Linked DNA regions of Mus musculus: region 1 is linked to region 2. Evidence: chromatin contacts called from public promoter capture Hi-C data. All regions are on one chromosome and are shown on one strand. The core of a region is the stretch at or near the end of the contact, and the rest is flanking DNA. Distances in the headings are between cores, read along the strand shown.

Region 1 (5,174 bases), core at 1,675-4,174, 95 kb before region 2:
ACCTCACAGACAGTTTCAACCTTTTGGAGGCTATTTGGGTCAGAGAATGTTGTGACACTCTTAGCAGCCCTGGCATCTTGCTATGTGCCCTTGAGGTCTCAGAGGTGTGCTCTTTCCGCCTGTCAGATCATTGCCTGAGACTGGACTTCAGAAGCATCTCTGCGACATGCCATCTTTTACTTTCTCCTCAGCCAGAGATGCTTGTTTCCTTACAGCGGAGATCACATCGTAGGCCATCAGTCTGTTCGTGACTTTGACTAGACTGTGATTTCCTTCAAAGACAAGACAGTTTTATGTCATTTTGAACTGTCCTTCATTCCTGAAAGTCATGACTGGAATATTATAATGTTCACCCAGCAGAGTTAGGGTAAGTAAAGATTATATTCACAGGGGAAGTCTTTTTTTTTTTTTTTTTTTTTTTTTAATTGGTTTTTCGAGACAGGGTTTCTCTGTATAGCCCTGGCTGTCCTGGAACTCACTTTGTAGACCAGGCTGGCTTAAAACTCAGAAATCCGCCTGCCTCTGCCTCCCTAGTACTGGGATTAAAGGCGTGTGCCACCACACCTGGCTTCACAGGGGAAGTCTTAAGCAAGGGGCCTGTTTAGTTTAGAGCAAAACTATTAAGATAATTCTTAAATCACTTGGCTTTATTCTCTACTGAGAGTAGGTGTTCAGCAAATGCCATTGAAGTGTTTGTTGAAATATTTGTAATAATGTTAAGAATAAAGAAATTTCTGCTGGACACGATGGTGTGTGTTCTTAATTCTAGCACACAGGAGGCAGAGGTATGGGAGGATGTCTGTTGAGCTAGAGGCCAGCCTGGTCTACAATAGAGAATTCTAGGCCAGCCAGGACTACATAATAAGACCCTGTCCCATTTTTTTTTCCTTATCCACACGTGTGGATAAATAAAGATTTTGTGTCTGGCTAGGCAGCTGGGCTTTGAGTCAGGCTGGAGAAAAACTAGGAATTATTGGTTTTAGAACTAGTACTAAGGATTTCATCTTTCCTTCAATCGGACCACAGTTCCTGAATCTTACATACAATTAAGGCATGGGAGGGCTGTGCTGTGGCAACAGTGTTCCCAATGTCTAATGTTCCCTTTCGCCTGTGTTTCTCTCCTGGCACTGTACTGTTTTAGAAGAGGGGACATTTTTTTGATGGGCAGAGGATTACCAGTGTGAAGGAGACCTTCACCTTCTTTTCTTCTCTTTGGCTTTGCTTATCCTTTCTATCTTTTTAAAAGAGATGCACACTTCTTATTTTTTAAAAAGATTTATTTATTTATCTTATGTATATGAGTACACTGTAGCTGTACAGATGGTTGTGAGCCATTGTGTGGTTGCTGGGAATTGAACTCAGGACCTCTGCTAGCTCTGAGGCCCCTCTCACTCCAGCCCAAAGATTTTATTTATTGTTATATGTAAGTACACTACAGCTGTCTTCAGATACACCAGAAGAGGGTGTCAGATCTCATTACAGATGGTTGTGAGCCACCATGTGGATGCCGGGATTTGAACTCAGGACCTTCGGAAGAGCAGTCAGTGCTCTTAACCACTGAGACATCTTTCCAGGCCCCACTTATGATTTTTAACTAAGAATATATGTGTGAGTCTGTGTGTGGGTACTTGTATGTGAGTGCAGGTAGGTGTCCTTGGGTGCCACAAACATCCCCAGAGTTGGAGTTAGAGGTGGTTATGAGCTGCTTGCTGCTTGACATGGATTCTGGGAATGAAACTTAGGTCGCTCTTCGGAGCCATCTCTCCAGCCCCCTGACGATTCTTTCACCAGAGGCTGAGGCTTCTGTTCAAACATTTGCCAGAAAGATGTGCTTTTTCTGAGCAAGCCTCATACCCTCTCTTTCTCTTGAAGAAACATTCATAAAACCTTATTAGAAAGGGGAATTTAGAGGAAGGGAAGGAGGAAAAACATATGGCGTTTTGAAGTATGTGTGTGTGTGTGTGTGTGTGTGTGTGTGTTGGGAAGTCAACAGGGATCTATATTGTCACAGGTACAATACTTCCTTAGCAAACCTTTGAGTCTCATCAAAGTTGTAAGAGTTAAAGAGGATAAAGTTACATGTAAGGAGTTTAGAACAGTGCTTGGTACAGGGACAAGAATAGACACACTTAAAAAGAGAGTCAGCTACTATGTTATCCAGGGCTCCACCATCCAAGGTGAGACCTGGGCTTTTCCCTCAGATAAGTCCTTCAGGGCAGTCACTCTCACATGGAATATGGTACTTTGCTGCCTCTGTGGTATCTTTCCAGAGGTCAGCCTGGATACAGGACTGTCACACAGGGACTGGGTGAGGAGAGGATTCTCTTTCTTCTCAGCATTGTTTTCCCTCTCAAGTTTGCCCCCCACTCCCAGTCAGCTGTATCACAAAGTGTCAATCCTGGTTTGTATCTAGATGTTTTGGCCTTTCTGGTAGCACTAGGACTAATTAGACAATTACATTGAGATACAGAAGCAGCACAAACTTTCTGGCACTGACATTTTAAATTGAAAGCAAGCATTTATTGAGCATCTACAGCATGCAAATACAGTTCCCTTAAATACAATTGGCTCTTAACTGTTTCAACTACTCAATTTGGACCACTGCTGATTTATCTTTAAGGGTTTTATGAAGAATCAATATTAAAATGGAAATAATATTTGCACAGTTCTCTGCAAATATCAGCGTCTTGTGTGGATTATTGTTGCTCCAGTACCAATATTAATTGCAGTAGCAACATTGTTGTTTTTCCCAGGCAGAGTGTAGAAAGCAGCTGTAGGCAGACTGGAGGCAGGCGGAAGAGGTCAGGGGAGGTGCCTTCCCACGTCCGGCCCAAAGGGGCGGAGCAAGAAGGAAAGCCCCTGAGGCCACGCCCCACCCCGCCCCCTCCGTCGGAGCGGCGTAGGCGGTTACCATGGCGATGACGTCTAGAGGGCGGGGCGGGGCGGGGCTATGGAGAGGAGGAGGAAGATGGCGGGAGGGCGGCTCTGAGGAGACCTCGGCGGCGGCGGAGGAGGAGAGAAGCGCAGCTTCGCGCAGCGCCGGGGCCCATGTGGGGAGGAGTCGGAGTCGCTGTTGCCGCCGCCGCCGCCTGTAGCTGCCAGAGCCGGGTGGGAGTGAGGGGGACGCGGCAGGATGAAGTTCGCCGAGCACCTCTCCGCGCACATCACTCCCGAGTGGAGGAAGCAGTACATCCAGTATGAGGTACCTGGGGCTGCTGTGGTTGGGGCGGGCTCGGAGGGGCTGTCATCTCCCTAGCTGCGACCTCCGCCGCTGCCTTGAGCTCCCCGGCCCGGGCGGACTTTGACCCACCGCCGCGGGGAGCCACTGCGGCATCCCCGGCGCTGCTGGCCCCCGGCGGCCAGGCCGTCCTTCCCCTCCCCCGCAGCCCTCTGCCGCCGGGGTAACGGATATGCAGGCGGCGGCGAGAGGAAGGGCACTGCCGGGCTGGGGCTGGGGAATGGTGGTGGGAGGCCAAGCCGCAGGTGCGACGGCGGCCCGGGGTCGCGGCGGTTCGGCGCCACCCCCTCCCCACTCACCCTGACCTCCGGTCCCCACCGCCAGAGATCACCCCCTCTGCCAAGGTTAGGTGCTTCTCGCTGCTCACCTCTCGCCAGAGAATCGAGCTCTTGCAAGATAAACCCCTCCAGCGATTGCCTTCAGTCCACCCAGCCCCGTCGGCTTACCTCCACTTGCTCACTGTTGACAAAGGCTTTGTAACAGGATTGAAACTTGGTGAAATGTGTATCGCCTAATGCAGTGGTTATAGTTTTCAAAAGCATTGAGCCAATAGTTCTGTTTTGATAAGGAGACGGTTGTCTCTGTCTTTGTACTGACTGCACGAACTATACAGAATAATCACATCTTTGGCTTTTCACTCTTCTCTGGTTTTGGAATGGAGGGAAGAGAAAGGAGGGAAGAGAATTATTTAAAATTTCAGGTTTTCTGCTAAGTTTTTGGTAGGGAGAAAAATCACTGTATTGTGAATACAGTACCTTACTTGTGTATTGCACGAGACATGTTCCTCCTTTCAGTTTCTTCCTCTTGCAAGGCTTTTGGAGGGTTTTTAAATACATGTTTTAAGGAACCTTGCATCAATATTGGGAAAAGTAAAGACAGTGCAAACCACTCATATACTTAAAAGGTAGGATACCTGAAAGGCATTTATTTATTTATTTATTTATTTATTTATTTATTTATTTATTTATTTATTTATTTATTTGAAGCTTGCAATAGGTTATTCTCAGAAGCTAGTAGTTCAGCTCCTGGAGAGAGAAAAGACAGCGGGTCTGTAACCTCCAGGAATTCACATCTATGGTATGAGCAGGAACAAAGAGTATAAAATCAATAGGAACATGCACACACATACTAGCTAGGTTTTATGGATTAAAATATTTTGGATTTCCTTTTTAACTTTTATATGAATTTAGTGATAGGATGTTTAGGCAACAGCAGTCAGTCATTTATTCATATAGCCTGTGTAATAATTGAAGACCAGGGAAAGGGATAGTTAGGTTAAATAGAATCTTGAAGATTGTAAAATAAGTTTGTTTGTAATATATTGTATTTAATGGCAGAAACGAATGGCTCATTACTAATACTCTCTTGTCAGTTTCCTTGTAACCTTCCTCTGCCGCATTCTGGAAGAAAAGGTCCTAACAGTTCAGGCTGTGGAGTTGTTGATTTATTGTTTGTAATAACATTCAGTCAGTTTTAAAGCCTTGGCTAGAATCCAGATGGTGGGTTCCACTGAAAGAAGGGCACTGGGTTTTCATCTTCCTCCTACCACTTTGAGCACCGCTGCCAGCTCTTCCCAGAGGTTAGTGCTGTAGCATGCTGGAGAGCTTATTACTGTACAGTATGGGGTGCTTGCTTTTGGTCAGAGGAACCGGACTTGGATATATCCCTGTGATATATATCTAAGTATTTTAACTTTGACTATTTTATAGAATTAATGTGGACTATCTTGGACTAGAAGGGGAAGCCTGATATAGTTTAAAAATTCGATTAACCCTTGATTTGTAATGTCAGCTTTGTGGCTGGAGTATCCACGGTGACTCGAGACTCCTCAATGTACACAGTCTATTTGGTTACTATTATTTCTAAATGGTTACTCTAGATTGGTCACAGTGGGACAGAATTCCTGTGCTTCTGAGTGACTGCATTATCTTTCTCA
Region 2 (4,785 bases), core at 2,004-4,503:
GATGCCCTTACCCTTAGCTCTGGAGTTCTGGTAATATAGGCATGTATCACCATGCCTTGCTCAATATACTGTCTTTGATTGTCTTCATTGTGGTTATGATTTTATTAATATCCACATGTACTAAATCTTGTAAAAATCTTATCATTATATACTTTAAATCTAATATTTGTGCAATTCCTTGTATGCCAGTGTGTTCAGTATAACAGTATTTGAACAAAACCGTAGACACATCATAGCCAAACTGACTGAAAGATAGAGGAAAAACTATAAAAGCACCAGAAGAACAAACATAGAAATTGTACTTTAAGTGTATATAGCTTATTATATCATTGATATGAGTATAAAACCTTAAAATGAGAAAATTAATTTTTAAAATGAAAGTGTTTAAGAATGTGTTTAGGGAGAAAACATGAAGTGGTTATCCGGTGGGGAGGCAAAGTACACGGTGAGAAATCGAGGGACATCAGGGAGGGTGGTGTCTAAAGACAGGGCAGTCACTATATGGGTTCACTGTACCGGCTGGTCCTAACATTCTAAATGGATGATAGACATCCTTTTGTATATAGAATGTAGTGTGCAATTTTTGAAACTAAAGTAGCTTTTAAGAAAAGTTACTGTCTTCCTTCTAGATACTTTCATTCTGAAACTGACAATACAGATAGTTCTTGTGACAAGTAATTAGAGTTTTGATATGTGTGTGAGGGTGCATATTGACCAGAGGTGGACATTGGGTGTGTTCTGTAGTCATTTTCCACCTTGTTTTTTGGCAACAGAGTCAGTGAACCAAGAGCTCACTAATTTGTCTGGGTTCACTGTCCAGAGAGGTCCAGGAATCTGTCTGCCTTTACCTACCTGGCACTGGGATTACAAACATGCACTGTGCCCAGCCTTTTATGTGGGATCTGCCTGGCTTTTTATGTGGGTATTGGGCATCCAACTCATGTCCTCATGCCAACACAGCAAGTATTTAACTGAATGAACATCCCCCCAACCCCATGATTCAGATTTCTGTAAAAGAACTCAATAGTGTCCCTATGCTAGTAGGATGGTGGTGTGGGAATTATCCTCTGTTTCAGAGTTACAAAGGTTAGGATAATAAGATATATTGTCCTTGTACAGCTGTGAGGTTTATGCCACTAAGTTACTCTACTGTGGCACACATTCCATGTGCTTGCTGTCGTCTTTTACTCAGAGTTCTGTTTTCTGTCCACAGCCTGCACCAGCATGGACTACTTTTAGAGTTGGCCTATTTTGTGGAATATTCATTGTGCTGAATATTACCCTTGTGTTTGCAGGTAATTCTTTCCTTTTAACTCATTTGTTCCTATAATGTTTATGTCATATTCTGTCCTTCTGTAAAGACTCAGCATATCTACCAAAATCACTGTAAGAAGTTTGTGGGGTGGTTTTAGACATTTGTTTATTTTTCCTTTGGGATATAATTTTGTAGAACATTGATGTCTATTTACTATCATTTTCTAGTCTTTAATTTCAGGAGTTTTAGAGTTCAGTTATTAAGAACTTAACCCTGGGCCAGGAAGATGTCTAACGATGCTTGCTACCCAGTCTACTGATTTTTTGACCCCTTCATGTTAGAAGAAGAAATCTGACTCCCAGAAATTGTCGCCTGACATCTTTGTGTATGACATGGTATATGCGCACATGCACACACTAAGTAAAAAGTGTAATTAATATAAGAACTTGTTTTCTTTGTTATAGATGAAGATAAATATATTACAAAGTTCATTCACTAACCCTTATTTATTCTGCTTATTATAGAGACTCCTCACATTTCCCCAGAATCTGCTTATACCTGCTCTGCATGCAGTCTTTAGAGGCTTAGCTATGTAGTTTTCAAGTCAGTGAAATCTAAATGTAGGATTGGGGTTGGAGCTTAGGTGATAATGCTTGCCTAGCATGTGTGAAGTCCTGTGTTCAGTCTCCAGTACTGCATAAAACCAGGTGTAGTAGCACAAACCTGTAATCCCAGCATTTAGGAAGGAGAGGTACAAAGATCAGGAGTTCAAGAATTTCCTCAGCTACATAGTATATGAGTGTGTTTGAGGCTAGCCTGGGATAAATGAGGTCCTATCTCAAAAAATAAAACAAACCCACACCCAAAGAAATTAAAAAGGAATTTCTATAAGAGCAACAATAGTCTCAGCTTTAAGAAATAATATAGTGCCAAGCAACAGGTAGTCTTACAAAGCCTGCCTAAGAATTTGAGCAGCCCTTCAGTAGCATTTCACCTTGCCACAACTGGAAAACCTTCAAATGTCCCACCTGTTTTTCCTATTAAATTTCTTTAGGATTTCTTTTCTAGTTTCTTTCCCAAGTCATAGAGTTCTTTGTGGCATTGAAATGTTGGATAGATGGACCGGGCATGGTGGCGCACGCCTTTAATCCCAGCACCTGGAAGGCAGAGGCAGGCGGATTTCTGAGTTCGAGGCCAGCCTGGTCTACAGAGTTCCAGGACAGCCAGGGCTATACAGAGAAACCCTGTCTCGAAAAACCAAAACCAAAAAAAAAGGAAGAAATGTTGGATAGTTCCAGTATATTCAGTTCTCATGTTTCTGCTTTCTATGTTAATTTTCTATCTAGGCAAATTATTCAAGCTTATGGCTACAAATACTATCTATATGCTAATGACTCGCAAGTATATATTCACTCTCCTCTGAAAAAGATCTAATTGACTGTTTGGCTATCTAATAGGCATTTCCCATTAAATAGACAAAATGACCCTTGATTTTGTTTTTTAAGTCCCCAGATAAAGCTCAAAAGTCCCTATTTACCACCGTGTTAGCTGAAATCATCAAAGCAAAAAAAAAAAAAAGAAAGACTTATTTTGGCTCATGGTTGTAAAGATTTTAGTCCTTGATCACTTGGCCCTGATACTTCAGGCCTGTGGCAAGGCAGAACTTCATGGTGATCACAGTATTAGAGAGCCAAGTTGCTCACTGAGCCTGACCTGTCTCTCCCTCCCAGCAAACTACAAGCTGGGGAACAGCACACATGACCTTTGGCTAACACTTAGACTCCAAACATCTTTCATGTTTCATATTTGATATTTCATATCAAGAAATCTTATTGCTGTGTCTTCATACTGTTTGAATTTTATCACTTATCACTCCATCCATCAGTACTGTCTTTGTCTGAAGAGTCATTTCTTGTTTACTGTATAACAGTATGCATTCACTGTAGCCCTCTTCTAACCACAAGTCTGTGGGCGGTGGTTTTCTTTCCCTGGTTCTCCTTTCCTCAGCCCCTCCCCCACCAGAGTAAACAAGGCCTTCAAGGATATTGCACTTGAGATGTTTGTTACTTCCTATCCTGTCTTTCTCCCCTGAGTTCACTCAGATGTATTTACTTTTCTTTGAACACATTTGTTGCCTAAGGAGCTCTTTCCCAGGGTGTCTATTTGTCTTATTCCTTCCCTTCATTTAGATCTCTATTCAATGCTGTCTTTTCAGTGAGACCCTATACCAAAATAGTCTCTTCTGTATTTTCTATCCCTTCAGCTTACATTAGCTTTCTTGAGATGCTTGTGATATGACAGTGCATCCCGTACTCATGTCTCTAATCCCCACTAGTGTATGAGCAATATTTGGACTTGATCCCAAACACCTCGATGCCTGGGCTTTTGTCTCTGTACTGGAACACTACATGGAGCATAATAGGAGTTTAACAAGTATTGAGGAAGTCTGAATGGATAGAAGAGAAAACCAGTTGAGATTAAATGATGTACAGAATTTTATTATTTCTTGCAAGCATTCTCCTCAGCATTGCCTGTTTTACATTATAAAGTTATAACCCTAGTTGCAAGGGCTTTTACACGAACTCTCCTATTGACAGTATGCTTTCATTGTATTATTAGTTCTCTGGATAGAGCGACGGCTCAGCCATTACTCACAACCAAAACTTTGAGAGTTCTCCTTCCTACCAGTTGCAAAAAAGTATTATGCATCCATAGCATACAAATTAATATTTGTGATTTATGATAATTTTGTAACCTGTTTCTGTGTATATAGGGTAATTATAGTTTATTTGTATAAAATATATTAAAATTCTACAGTTCCAACATTCACCTAGATTGTCAAGCTAGCTGCCATGGGAAGAACATAAATCCTGCTTGAGGCTCAGTTACAGCTCCATCATTGGCTGTTAGTTGGTTGCATGGACAGCTGTTCTTTTCTAAAACAGTTTCCTCATCTACTCAATGAACTCAGTACCTTAAACTTACAGGATTCTTGAGAATTTATTTTTATTTGTTCATCCTTAAGTAGTTTTTTTTTAAGAGAATTATTTATTATGTATATGAGTACACTGTAGCTGTCTTCAGACACACTAGAAGAGGGCGTCAGATACCATTACAGATGGTTGTGAGCCATCATGTGGTTGCTGGGAATTGAACTCAGGACCTCTGGAAGAGCAGTCAGTGCTCTTAATTGCTGAGCCGTCTCTCCAGCTCCCTAAGTAGCTTTAAAATCTGGTGTGTGGGGGTGGGGGTGTGTGTGTGCGCGCGCGCATGCATGTATTTTGCATAAATGTAAATGTAAGTACAGTCACATGCCACTGCACAGGTAAAGGATAAGGACCACATCAGGCATCACTCCATCTTGTTTTGAAGCAGGATTTCTTTATTGTTTACCTCTGCTGTGCCAGACAAGCTGGCCTACAAGCTTCCAAGATTCTCCTATCTCCGCCTGCCATCTTGTTGCTGGAGCATAGGGATTATAGATCTGTTGTTATAAAATTATGTGGCTCCCTTGCACTCAAACTCAGAGC

What was found. Promoter capture Hi-C pulls out the DNA fragments that hold promoters and counts their contacts.
Region 1: a contact with region 2 is called in a promoter capture Hi-C map of the HPC-7 cell line. The contact joins the promoter of Xpr1 here to the enhancer-like site in region 2. A contact is called at or near these places in 9 of 39 promoter capture datasets (the 3T3-L1 cell line, the C10 cell line, the HPC-7 cell line and 4 more), 6 of 484 Hi-C or Micro-C datasets (the G1E-ER4 cell line, astrocytes, beige adipocytes and 3 more), 10 of 115 datasets of contacts at active chromatin or transcription factors (the 230-238 cell line, the HPC-7 cell line, the SCID.adh cell line and 7 more) and 3 of 9 other capture datasets (adipose tissue, liver and pancreatic islet).

Annotation. Positions count from the first base shown.
Region 1 is chr1:155,415,194-155,420,367 of GRCm38.p6, reverse strand. Xpr1 (xenotropic and polytropic retrovirus receptor 1) reads left to right here and starts at 2,924. Exons shown (of 15, transcript NM_011273.2): 1 at 2,924-3,202. The coding sequence starts at 3,134.
Region 2 is chr1:155,320,824-155,325,608 of GRCm38.p6, reverse strand. It overlaps Xpr1 (xenotropic and polytropic retrovirus receptor 1), which reads left to right. Exons shown (of 15, transcript NM_011273.2): 7 at 1,214-1,295. Among named protein-coding and RNA genes, the nearest start is that of BC034090, 79 kb to the right of the region's middle. Within about 2 kb of position 3,253, at least 28 of the 459 cell types and tissues checked have an H3K27ac peak or open chromatin away from gene starts, as enhancers often do. A contact at or near this core is called in the G1E-ER4 cell line, the HPC-7 cell line, the SCID.adh cell line and 1 more, where this site is marked.